Linked DNA regions of Mus musculus: region 1 is linked to region 2. A link is a contact called in public Hi-C data. All regions are on one chromosome and are shown on one strand. Each heading gives the region's core, a stretch centred on a gene start, on an enhancer-like site or on the middle of the called end of the contact. The rest is flanking DNA. Distances are from core to core; before and after follow the strand shown. Region 1 has its middle 30 kb from the start of Rps18-ps4. Region 2 overlaps Lncenc1 (long non-coding RNA, embryonic stem cells expressed 1).

What was found. Hi-C and Micro-C count contacts between places; a contact is called where the count stands out from the background.
Region 1: a contact with region 2 is called in a Hi-C map of cerebral cortex, with 2.6 times the contacts expected there. The contact joins two enhancer-like sites. A contact is called at or near these places in 2 of 484 Hi-C or Micro-C datasets (cerebral cortex and myocytes), 3 of 115 datasets of contacts at active chromatin or transcription factors (extraembryonic endoderm stem cells, fibro-adipogenic progenitors and pancreatic cancer cells) and 1 of 9 other capture datasets (embryonic stem cells).

What each region holds. Positions count from the first base shown.
Region 1 is chr13:97,777,667-97,784,216 of GRCm38.p6, forward strand. No RefSeq gene overlaps it. Among named protein-coding and RNA genes, the nearest start is that of Rps18-ps4, 30 kb to the left of the region's middle. Within about 2 kb of position 2,000, at least 23 of the 459 cell types and tissues checked have an H3K27ac peak or open chromatin away from gene starts, as enhancers often do. A contact at or near this core is called in cerebral cortex, where this site is marked.
Region 2 is chr13:97,491,213-97,498,038 of GRCm38.p6, forward strand. It overlaps Lncenc1 (long non-coding RNA, embryonic stem cells expressed 1), which reads left to right. Exons shown (of 2, transcript NR_110432.1): 2 at 3,193-6,452. Among named protein-coding and RNA genes, the nearest start is that of Gm41030, 33 kb to the right of the region's middle. Within about 2 kb of position 1,474, at least 9 of the 459 cell types and tissues checked have an H3K27ac peak or open chromatin away from gene starts, as enhancers often do. A contact at or near this core is called in cerebral cortex, where this site is marked.

The DNA of each region.
Region 1 (6,550 bases), core at 750-3,249, 290 kb after region 2:
CACACACATGTACATGCACACATTCATATATGTATAGTCTACTCACTATGTCAGAGAGAGACAGAGACAGAAAGAAAGAAATTTCCCAAGATCAATGTCATCCAAGGCCTTACATCTCCTCAGTAGAGAATTACTAGTTTAGATAATCGCTACTCAGGCGACAGAAGTAGCTTCTGGATGCCTGGCACCACCTCTAGGCCAGCCTAGACATTCTGAATAGTAATCTGTGTTCTACCAGGGTCCCCATGTGACTTGTTGACATACCAGGCTCTGAGGACATTTGACTCTGATGGCCTGCTTAACCACAATACTGTTAAACTTCTATCATGAACAAAACACTATATAGTCCACTCTGGGGGACAACTGAGAAATAAAATAGACAGAATTCTGGGTCTCACTGGTACTCTCAAGTCTATGCTTATTCAGCTAAGCTAAATGATGTATTATTGTGTGACTGTTCCCACACACATACATGCTACTAAATAATATGTGGTCAAAAGTATCCTTATTTACATGTTTGCATGTTCATAACATAATCTTTGCAAGTGAAAAAGCACATTCCAAAATGGTGTATACTAGATAAGGTAATCTGTTTGGCAGACACAAAATAATTGAAACGGTGTGCGTGTAAGTAGTATCTGCATATATAAGCCAGAAAAATTTTAGAATCTCTCAGGAAAGGGGATTATGGGTAATCTTTATCTTTTCTCTTAAAAGATTTTCATCCAATCTTTTACAATAAGCACATGCTATTTTAATAATTAGAAAAGGCAAGAATCTTTTTTTTTCTTTTGCAAAAGATGACCTTACCGGCTGTATCTGTTCCTCTTCATCGTCTGTTCTTGCAATAAGGAGATCCAAGGTTCGTAAACCATGTCTACACAATTCCTCATCTGGCTAAAATTCATGTGTTCCCTTGTCTGGAGGCAGGATCAGGACTAAAGGCAGATGTGATTCAAGTACCTGTGTTAGAGGCCTTTATAGCCTCTGAGGCTGGGGGCTGAGGGGAAGACAGAACACCAAGTCTATGGTCAGATTCAGCTCCAGCTGAGGAAGCAGACAGCAGACCATGACTCAACTATCCCATATCCGCTTCCTCCCAGCCAGATGGCTGGGCTGCAGTTCCCAGACATCTCCATGGCGCAGTTCGATCCTAGGACTGATGAAATGTTAGCAGAGGTGATGGGGGAGGCTCCTCCCTACTTGCCTCCCACTGTTCCCACTCTCCTCCCTATGGTGTCCATAGGGCCCTGGAGACAGATAACAGAGCCACAGGAAGGAAGCCCCTGAGCTCTGCCTCACATGAGTTAGAGCAGGCTGCCTTTTGGGAACATATTTTGGGTGAGATATAAGCAAGAAACACTAGATCGTGATCACACTTGAGCCATGAAAACTTGGGTGTGGGAAGCTGTTGGTTACAGAACATTTGCACCGGGTTTTGAGCAAAGTACTGCTGGTGTGCCAAGATAAGAGAAGCAGAAGAGAATTCATTGCAGTGTATCAGAGGCTGGGTAGGGTTGCTCTTAAGGAAGATGAGTTTGACCAATGGAACTGAACTACGGTTAGCTTTATTCTCATATCCAAGCATTTGGGAACACTTACCAAAGGGGATCTGCATGGTGGCAGTCAAACATTTGATACAAATAGGTGGTTTCCTTTCATAGCCTTATGTATCAGTTAATTTCTTACTTGCTGTGGTAAAACAAATGCCTGACAAAGCAATTTAGGGATGGAATGGTTTATTTGGGTTCACAATTTGAAGATCCAGGTCACTGGGTCAGGAAAGTTGTGGAGACTTTGAAGAGCATGAGGCAGTTTGTCACTGTGTGTCTGCAGTCTAGAAGCAGGGAGAGACGAATGGCAATACCCACCTTGCTATCTCCTTTGTACTTGGCCTGGGGTCTCAGACCACAGAATGGTGTCCCACATAGCCTTGGTGAGTCCTTCCACCTACAAACACAAAGTATGTCCACAGCACAGCCTGGTTTCCTAGGTAATTCTAGATCTTATCAAATTGACGGTATTAACCAGCAGACTAGGAGGCAAGATGCATGAGACATGATTATCTTAACCAGTGAAGAATGAACTCAGAACAATTCTTCTCCAGCAAGCTGGACTGCAGCAGGACTCCAAGATCCCAGTCACTCAAAACAGCAACCCTGTCGGATTAGTGGCAGTTGTGTGTAAAGGCCATCATGTCGTCCCATTAGAGTGCCTGGAGTTTCTTGCTTGCTTGAACATAACTGCTCTTCTGCTCAAAATTACATTAAGATGAAACTTGGCACTGGATTTGTCAGCCAGATGTGAAATTTTATTGTCAAACAAATAAGCCAAAAGAAAGAGTGAAAAATGTTTCATGGATCCCCAGTTGTTGTGATGGGGTGTTTGTTCACTGAAAAATTGAGCTAGGAGATTAAAGCTTCAACTTAAATTATAAAATTTTGCAAACAGTTACTATTTTTAAAATATGACCGTATGTATATATTCAAGAGGCTTTGAAATAATAGCTACTAACAAAAGAAAAGGACCACGCACGTTAATAAACTATTTGGGTGGGCCTGAGAATATTCTCTTTCCTTCTCACTACACTGAAGCCTTGATGCTGAATAACAAACCCCGACCTACAAATAATGTCTCTCTTTGTCATGAATTTATTTCAGACTCTTTTCCTAGGCAAGCAAGAGGCACAATCTGGAAGATATCTTAACAACCAACACTTCCTGTTGGATGTCAGAAATGACTGTTACTGTAAAAAAAAAAAAAAAAAAAGTGGTCGCTTCTCTGCTAACACTTTGAATAAAGGCATGTTTGACCAACCCGAGGCACGGTGTTCCCAGGGATGAACCAGGGAATCGAGGAATTTGGAGACAAAGACTACCTGGTCAGGGTCAGAGAAACTGCAGGCTGTCCAACACCTTCAGTAAGTTAGTATCATAGAAGGGAGGAGCAGGGTAGGCATGGACAATGTCATAGACACAAGAAGGATGACAATGAGAAAAGTCTGGCAAGCTATCAAAAGGCACAGAGCATGAGTGAAGTACCGATCCCTTCTGGAACACGAGCAAGCATGGTGCTATTGAGGCAGCCTGACTCCTCCAGGGGGCCAATCCATGCCCAATGCAGACAGACCACCAGGGGAGCAGGGACCACCCCTGGAGGACCCCTAAGCTGGTGGGTAACTCTGGAGCCCAGAGGTAGCACTCTCTGTGGCCATAGCTCCTTTTATTGCCTGAGGGACACAATGATATTTATACCTCATTCAAGGAGTCTGTGGGGCTTAATAAGTTCAAGTGCATAGGCACCAAGAAGCTTGGAGAAAAGACTAGAATTATATTATTCCTGGCTGCGAGTGTTCCCTTTAAAATGTCTCCTAATTACAGTACCACCCTTGTAGATGCAGGCCACAGCGAGGTCCCAGGCTGTATTGTAAACGTATTCCCACCTAATAAACTTCTTTTCTTGGCATTTTTCTCCCTGAAGCTTGCTCTTTTATCCCGCAGCTTTCTCAACCCAGGCCTGCCCACTTCAGGAGATGTCTCCAAGGGTTGAAACTGAATGAAGACCAGTGAAACTGTAGGTCTAATCCCTCTGTGTCACAATTAGAGGTGGAGCCTCAGGAGACTGATGTCCCACATGTTCAGCTGCTAAGGGAACTCACTGGGCTACCTGCTTGGCTCTGAGGCTCAGCCACTTTGTAGTTTATCTGACTCGTTCAAGATGTCAAGATACCACTCTTTGTTCTTCTTTCTCTTTCTTGTCTGTCTCTCTGTCTCTATCTCTCTCTCTCTCCCTCTCACACACACATGCACACAGACATTCACACTCAAATATACACTCAGACTCAGTCACACACACAGACACATCCACACTATACACATACTCACACAAATACACTCACTGACACACATATATACACACACACACATTTACACTCATACACACAGACACATTCACACACACACATACTCTCACATATGCGCACCCACATGCTCGCACGTGCACTCACACACAAACACTCACACACATACACACACTCACACACACACTCATACACACATGCATGCATACACCACACACTCACACTGTGAGTTAAGCTTCCTCAGTTGTAAGCAGCCTGAGTGTGTTTACCGCTCCTATCCTTAGTCTCACTATTGGCTAGAGCTCATCCACTTGAAAACTCAAGACCTCTTCTTGTCATCAAAATGTTAGTGCTTAGTTATTTTAAGATGAAATGCCTCGGTGACTCATAGTGGAAAGGAATTTCATGTTCCAGGTGCTCTGCTACCTGAGCATACGTGAGAGTGTCTGCACCCATTCAGGCTTCATCTCGAAAATTTTTGGAGTGGGGGTGGGTGGGTGAGTGGGAGGGAGAGACAGACAAAGAGAGAGAGACAGAGAGTAAGAACATTCACCTATCGTGAAGGAGCTCTACCATAAGACTTAGATAGTTTTAGGAGCAGGCTGAGCCATTGACTCTGGGACCACTCCCCTGAGCTTATCACAGAAACCCAGCCCCCCTGATGATCTCCTCCGGACTGGATGCTTGGGGATAACTGACAGCTACCCTCCCTGTCTTCCCGGAAGACATTCCTGAGAGCTGCCGCAGAGCGCTCTCCTGAAGAAGTTTGTGTGTTCTTGTGCTGGAGGTGGAGAAGGGGAGTGGTGGCTTTGTTTTAGGCAAGATACTCAGAAGAGCGTGTATATGGAAGCAAAACCAAAGGTCTGGGGGTTTTCACATTAACCGTATCTCATTTGTGGTTGCTGGTTAATCTGGGAAAGCATGGAGCATGCAAATTTTCAATACGTATAGAAAAATGCCAGGGGGAGGGGGTGCCTGCCTGCGATCCTGCAGAAAAGGGTCCCTGGAGTAGGCTGTGCTGGTAGTTTTGCTGAACTGGTGAGTACTGGATTCAGCAAAAGACCCCTACTTCAAAAAATAAGGGGGAAAGGGATAGGAAAAAGATGCCCAACATTGACCTTTGAACTCCACCTGCATACCAACACATGTGTGTAGTCACATGACCACTTAGGCTAGAAAGGAGAGAGAGAAAGAGAGCAATGAATAAAAAGAGAAAGTCCCACGCAAGCAGGTGGCAGACAACTGTAATTCCAGCATTCAAAAGGCTGAGACAGGAGGATTACAAGTCTAAGACCAGTCTAAATTACCCAGAGCATTGAAGACCAGCTTGGGCTACTGTCTTTTTAAGACCCTGTCTCAAAGAACTAAGAGAAAGAGCCCATCACTTAAGAAGTTATTTTCCTGTAGAACATGTGACACAACATATAAATCCCCATTGGCATAATACCTTGGAAGCATGAAAAATAGAAAGCAACTTTACTTCTATTTTCCATGGTTACTGTTTCATGGCTACTTTCATGCCTATGACAGCATCATCATAGTGACAAATATTTTTGTCCATCTTTTGTGATACTACACAGCACGTAGTAGGTATGAATCAAAGTCCAAATAGTCTTTATAGCTTTTAACAAATTTCCTGGGATCCTGTACCAATCAATGTTTTAGGGGGCTACATAGGTATATATTCCCCCATGTTACATAGCTGACTTGATACATGCCTCTGAATTAATGTTTTAGTGTTTCTTTGTTCATGTATTTAATTAATATTCATGCTTAACAACCCTATTTAGTGATTGATGTCTGTTGGTGTATTCCTTATGCTCTGAGTAAGCTTCTCCAAGGAAAGAGAGCCTCCAGCCCGAACTTCGGCACACCATCTGCAGGGGTTGTGCTCTGGGTGTCCTGTGACACCTGTCACTCACACCACTGAGATTCCTCTCCTGGTCATTCAGCTTTTGTCCTGGAGCAAGTGTTGCAATCCAAGATACAAGCAAAAGATGCTTACGTGCAAGAGCCACTGCTGCCGAGTGGACGCAAGTTTATTATGCTGAAATGAAAGCATAAATAAAATAAAGCTTGACTGAAGAAAAAAAGATGTCTGGGGGTGTGTGGCATCAATCCAGCTGGCTGCGGGGGTGTGGCATCAATCCTTAGATAATTTGCAAAGGAAATATCATAAGAGCAGGGACCAGGACGACAGTTATACACTTGATCACTGATGACCAGAAAAGACATCTCCATAGGATGGAGTTCCTTCTAAGTGGGCAGTGGAGTGCAGATTCCTCTGAGCTCCCATCTCCTGCAGTATACCCTGCCTATGCAGGGAGCTGAGAATGAACCACTATCTTAAATCCGGAAAGGCATACTTCACAATGCTTTCAGGAGGCTCAGAAGCAAAGGCACACTCCGTTTTCGAATTAACTAGAATCTAAGAGTCTCTTCCCCTGCTCTTGGCTCCTTCACAGTCTTGTATAACTCCTCTGCTTCTTAGAGTAACCACCAACAGTGTAGCCATCCACAGTGCCTACCCAAGGCTAGCTCTCCCCCTCATTCCATAGTCCTATAAAGAGCTATTCCTACTGGCCCAACATAAGCCAGTTATCACTTCCAGGCCCATGGACATGAGTTGATTCACAGTCTACTCCACCCACCCCCGCCAAAGGTCTTCAGAAGCTATGGGCAGGAGTTGAG
Region 2 (6,826 bases), core at 224-2,723:
GGAAGTCTCTGGGATTCCCGGAGGCGAGGGGAATGGATGTAGAGAGTGGATGTAGGGGTGAAGGTGGGGGTTCTGTCTGAGGACATGGCACTTCAGGGGGTGGTTGTGGAGGTGGGACTGGGGGTGGTGGAGGTGAGAAAGTGGAGGCTCTCTCAGAGGACTTGGCTCTCTCAGTCTGCTTGTTTTCTTGCCAGCAGCTGGACAGTTCGCTTTTGTTGACAGTATTGGGAAAAGAAGGGAAGAATGCCACAGAGGCAGGAAGGGGGCTCATCGATTCCAGCTTCACTGCCTGGATTTTCACGGGATAAATAGGACTGTTTGGAAGGCTAATTTACAGGCCCTTTTTATGGTAATAAACATTGTTTAGAAGACAACTGAAAGTTCTTCGTCTTAAGACATGAGAAAGAATTCCTGTCTTGCCTCTTGGAACACAGCACTATTTATTTAGTTTACACTTTACCCTGCAAAACTGTCTTCTATGAACACGATGATGTCTTACATTTGCATGCTACTTTCTAGCTGAATTTCATGGGCGTTATTTCTCTGTTGAAGAGCATCTTTATGTTATTGGTGCAGGTGTAGGAATGAAGAGAAAAGCAATTTATATGGGAAACACGTCAAGATGGAGGACCTAGGGCCAGGTAAAAGGCTTGTGGCTATAAATAGCACCTGTCAGTTTAAGATACTCCTGACTTGCCTAGGAGATTTTCTGGACAAACCTCCTAGAAAGGAGCCTGCATGTGTTTTGTTGGAGAAGTCTCATCTTCTAGAAGCAGCACTTGTCCCAGAAATGCTCTACTGCTTCAAAGCTGCTTGAAGCCATGCCTAAGGTGTCGGCAAAGTGCCATGCACACGCCCTGGCTGGGCTCTACGGAAAGACCATCCAGTCATTACTATCGTCTCTTTGCCAGCTTAGCCTAGGGAAGGGCTCAAAGATAGATATTACTTCCAAATAGCAGCTTGGCTCTATTTTGGGGACTTTCAGTATTTCTATATTACCGGCTGACATTCTGAAAGAGTCAGAGACAGACAGGTTTGATGAGCCATGGAAAACATAAAGAACCTCAGGTTTGGTGTCTGTGTAGGGATGTCACTTTCCCTGTGTTTGACTACAGTGTGGAGCTCAATGTGGGGTTGCTGCTTCTCCAGCCTCTTAGGAAAGGTGACACTCCTTGAATGTGTAGGGTCAACGCTATCCTTACTTGAGCTTGACATATTCATGATTTTGTTGTGCCTTCCTGGTCAATTGCCAGAGTTTAATAGAATGCCCTAGAACTGACACTCCTTCTTCAATTGTAATGGGTAATACTGATTTCCTACTTTCCAAGCTCTCGGATCGCTTAGGAGACAAACCTTTGGCATATCTGTGAGGCATTTTTCTAGTCTGCATTAATGGAGGTGGAAACACCCACTTCCAATGTGGGCAGCGCCATCCACGGGGAAGCGGAACACGAGCACTCACCTCTCTGTTTCTCGACTTCGGATGAGATGTGACTCATGCGGCCGACGGGGCGGAGTAGGATGGTGTGACATTCTGTGATGCTACTCAAAATGATACATATCTTAAAACTTGAGAACTACTTATTTATAGAACCTTTCGTTTAAACATCTGAGAGGGTAGTTAGTCCCAGGTGAGGCGGCCTGTCAGAATGGAGAGCTCAGACGAGAAGGGGAACTACCTGGTATGAGTGTCAGGTCTGGAGGACTCAACCCTCATGAATGGAATTAATGTCTATTTGGATAACTGACAGATTCCTGCCTTCCGGAATAAAATGCACATTGCTTTGGGGAAAGTTTCAGGTTCATAAGTTCTTCATCCAGGGTCCTTTCAGTAGATAGGTGAGGGATTATCTGGAACAGGCAAGGGCCCTTAATGTCATTGTGCGTCATCATGCCAGTGTCTCTAAAACCTTACCTCTTAACCTCTCCTCATCTTTTACCAGTTGCTGGTCCTGTGATCCTCCTGGGACAGTAAAGCCACACAGGGCAGCAAGAGCAGCCTTTCTGTTGCCGGAGATATTCTGTGGGTATTGATTCGGCTCCCTCTGACTTACTTACAATGAGCTCCCAACACAATCGAAGTGATGTATAAAACCGTGAGGCTGGAGCTTCGGCCAAGCAGAGGCAGTATGCAATACATAAAAGCTGGAAGCCCCCCTTCCCCCCCCCCCCCCCCGCCGCGCTTCTGTGACACTTCCAGCTGGAAGATGAATCGGAGCCACACATTCCAGCTCTGCTTGGGTAGCACGGAAATATGCAAGCTGCAATCATCTAGGTATGCTCACTACAGCTAAAGTGGTGCTGTGGTGCCAGTGCCACGTGCCGCGAAGGCTGCCAGCGAGCATTTTTTCCAAGGACCGATTATTGGGAAATTCAGCCTTTCCTCCTCTCGCTCCCCAACCATTCATGGAAAGGTTGCCATGTGCCAGGAAGCCCGACTATTTCAGTCAGTCATGAAGCCATCTAAGCACAGGTGTTGGAAGAGGTCAGCCTTTGAGCCGTGATTTAATACTTAAAGGTTTGTGGATAGTACCTTTTACATTAGTTGCCTAAGTGTTAGAAGGGTCCCTAGTGTGGGGTGAACACGTCCTCATAGTTAAATCGGGAGGCTTTCTCTTAAAAGTGCTCAGTGTGGACCAAAAGTTACATAAGCGCTTTGCCTTAAAGGCTATCCAGTTGGTCTTTCACTTTAGTTCAGGCTTAAAGAACAAAAATAGCTTTCTGGTTTTGTCTCCTTCTGGACGAGTGGCCATCTGTTTACCGTTTAATATCACCAGCTCATGACTTTTCAAGGAACTGCGCAGGATTTCATGGTTGTGCATCAGGGACTTCCTTCCCCTAGTTCACTCTTCCACTGTGGTCCCTTCCACCGGGATAACACAAAAGCACTTCCCTGTCTCTTTTGGTTTATCTGTGACCTGCCCCCAAAAACACATATATGTTATTTTAACTCGGCAGTTCATAACCTGTGGGTCACGACCCTTGATGTGTCAGATATCTTGTATATCAGATATTTTCATTATAATTAAAAAACTGTAGCAACATTAGTTATGAAGGAGCAATGAAATCATCTTGTGGTTGGGTGTGGGGTGGGTCACCACGACATGAGGGACTGTATTAAAGGGCTGTGGTGTTAGGAAGGTTGAGAACCACTGCTCTGATCCCTTTTTTTTTAACATTCGAACCTTCCAGAAGCCTGACCAGACTTGGAACTGAAGCACCTTAAGGACAAAAGAAAGACTTGCTGAGCTCGCTCACAGACCTTCTAGAGCAGCGCTGGGCTCATGGATCTGGAGATTATGGACAGAAGATAATGTAGATGTTATAACCAGGCCAGCGTCCTGTGGTAAAGGGTGTCTTTAGATCACTGTTTCGTCGGTATAGGTAAATGACATGAAGAACATCTTTATAGGCAGGGGATGAGAATCTGAGATGAAGAAAAGAGGCTCCCCTGATGGACCATTCTAAGCTACTGTCAGAAGCAGGATCCATAGAACTTAAGGACATGATTGCAACAATTATCAGACATTGGCCTCTTAGGTCATGGTGATCTTTTAGTATTTTGGCTTTCTGCTGTCCTTTCATAAAGGAACCTCATTTTTAGCTTCTATTGAAGATATAAAATCATCTCATAGTATTTTCTCATTACTAGGAGCTGTAAATCACTTCAAAGCTGTCTTTCTCCTTGATCATTTGCATATCAAAGTATTTCTCTTGAGTACGGTGATCTCTCCCCCTGTGGTTTGCTGTGTACCAGTTCTCTCTGGATCCTAGGGCCTAGGGAAGTGTGGATTCCAAGTGACTGGTGTTTTTCTACAGTAGAGCTTTTTTGTTGGCTCTTACCTGGGAGGACAATGGGGAAGGGCCAGGGCCATCCTGTTCTTTGCTGGGTGTGACCTTTCCTGCTCTGCTTCAGGGTTCCATGCTGAAACCACCTTTAGCCATCATCGAGTGGGACTCCTTTTTACATTTTGGTGATTTCAATATTGTTTTTGTATGGGTTTTGAGTTTCAGTCCTAAATCTGTGTGGTGTGACAGAGGGAACCTCTACACAAAGGCCTGCCAATCTGCAACCTCTTCATGCTGCCACTGGTTAGATCAACAGTTCACTCTAGACACTGAACCTTGCCTGCATGCGTGCTAGTGTCACCACCAACATCAGTATCACTGTGCACCAGCATCAGCATCACTGTGCACCAGCATCAGCATCACTGTGTATCAGCATCAGCATCACTGTGCACCAGCATCAGCATCACTGTGCACCAGCATCAGCATCACTGTGTATCAGCATCAGCATCACTGTGCACCAGCATCAGCATCACTGTGTACCAGCATCAGCATCACTGTGCACCAGCATCAGCATCACTGTGTACCAGCATCAGCATCACTGTGTACCAGCATCAGCATCACTGTGTATCAGCATCAGCATCACTGTGCACCAGCATCAGCATCACTGTGCACCAGCATCAGCATCACTGTGTATCAGCATCAGCATCACTGTGCACCAGCATCAGCATCACTGTGCACCAGCATCAGCATGACTGTGTACCAGCATCAGCATCACTGTGCACCAGCATCAGTATCACTGTGTACCAGCATCAGCATCACTGTGCACCAGCATCAGTATCACTGTGCACAGCTCAATCTCCATACGTCAATCGCCAGATCGGTCCAAAAGTGTCTTGTCTGTGTGTATTTTCTCCCACTTTACCACTCCACTCTGGCTTAAGCCTTCCCACCTGCTACTGTGTACTGTGTGGTTGCTGGCTTTGGGAACTCCCAAACTTTCCCTCTGTATTTCATGTTTCTGTTGGCCTGACAAGTATCTCTTTCTAAAAAAGTACTAGTTTATTTTATGTGAATGAATGTTTTGTCTGTGTAGCTGGTATGTGCTTGGTGCCCATGAATCCCAGAAGAGGGTATTGGATCCTCTGGAAGTGGAGTTAGTTACAGATGCTTGTGAGCCTTCATGTGGGTTCTGGGAATTGAACCCAGGTCTTTTGGATCCCAGTGATTTTAATGGTCGAGCTATCTTTCCAGCTCCTTCAGGGCCTGAGAGAGGTCCTAGAACCCCTAAATTCCCCAGTGACTCCCCTTTGTTATTCTGAGAAGTTTCAGCTTCAACTTGCCATTCTGGGAAACACAGGACCCTATAATCCACCTGCCTTCCGGGATGAACACATGGCTTCACCCCTGAAGGCAGTGCTTAAGGCACTGCATGATTCTCCACTTCCAAACGTGATCTGTATTTTCTGCCCACCTACCTCTTTGCTTAGTCATTCACTGTATTATTCCCTATTCTGTGCTGAGCACGAGTGTGCTCTCTCTCTCTGTCTCCTTTCTTTTTGCTTTTTTTTTCTCATCTTTCTTTTTTTTTTGTCAGTTTTATGTATCTTTGAAAATTTTATTGAATGTAACCTTTTTAAGAGTCTTGGATGCAATGTCCTTTCTTTGAGCCTTGAAATCTGAATCATCTCTTTAGTGTATTGTGGCAAATGACGGTGTTTCTCTGTGTATTCCTAGCTGTCCTGGAACTCTTTTTGTAGATCAGGCTGGCCTCGAACTCACAGAGATTTGCCTGCCTCTGCCTCTCAAGTGCTGGGATCAACAGCATGTGCTACCACTGTCCAGGTCTTGATTTCTTGATTTCTTGATTTAAAAGAATGAGTCTCTGCATAAGGCTTGCCTAGGCCATCAGCTACAAGCTTCACTGGACAGTGTACAGACAGCATAGAGTTGGCTTCATACTAGGGATTGAGCATCTATTGGTGGAATAAATACATCAATATGTGGAATATTGCGAACTCAAGACCTCTTCCTATACTAAACTTCTCTAAATGTGCAAGACTCTCAGTATAGTCATTTCATTCTAGATAGTCTCTGAGTGTTGCCAGAAAGTTTAGGGGCAAAGAGGGAGCTATCAACTATAATGGCCGTGAGTGGAAACCACAGGCACTGAGCAGCTTAATGGAAAAAGACAAGTTCTGTAGACTCTTCAGAAAGGCATCAATCACAGGATGACGGCAGCTTTGGGAGACAGTGAAGAGATGCTTGAGTAGGAGCCAGAGTGTGAAGGAGAAAGTCTCTTAGAATTGGTTTTCCAAAGCCAGAGCCTGAGTCACAGTTAGCACACCTAGGAAAGGCACATGTGTGTGTGTGTGTGTGTGTGTGTGTGTGTGTTGTGAGGGTGTGGCAGTGGGTTGGTATTATAGATTTACCTTGTTTGGACTGGTGACCTGGAGGATTGTGCCTGCTATTGCTCTCCTGATGGGATTCTGTTCTTCTCCCTCTGGGTGTTATGCGACTGCTTGTGGCTCCCAGAGAGAATATTACAAACACCACTGATTATGTTCCTTCTCAGGTAACATTCTTCTGCTGTAAAATATCCTGGCTGAGTCATGTTTAAATACACCAAAGTGTAATGTGGTCACTGTGATAATTCTGAAACACAATACTAGCGTCTTAACTTCTCTCTTGGCTTTTGCAGCATCAGAGATCCAAAATGATTCAGTATGACAAATGCTTATTGAAGGCAATGTCGAACCACTGTGTTGAGTCTCTAATTGTCCTCAGGAGAGAAAGCACGCAGACATGTACAGAATGCTGGGCAGGTCTCAGGCTTCCGTTCTAATGACGCAGGAAAGGAGAGCCAATAGAGTTGGGTCCATTATGTAACCACCTTGGGCTTAATCTCTTTGTCAAAAGAGTCCTAGGATCCCTCAGGCTGCAGACTTATCAATTGTAGAATGTCTCCCTTCTGGAGGGAAATATGTCACATGAGCTCCATCACCTGTAATTCTGTCTTCACATTTGCTGTTTCATCTTA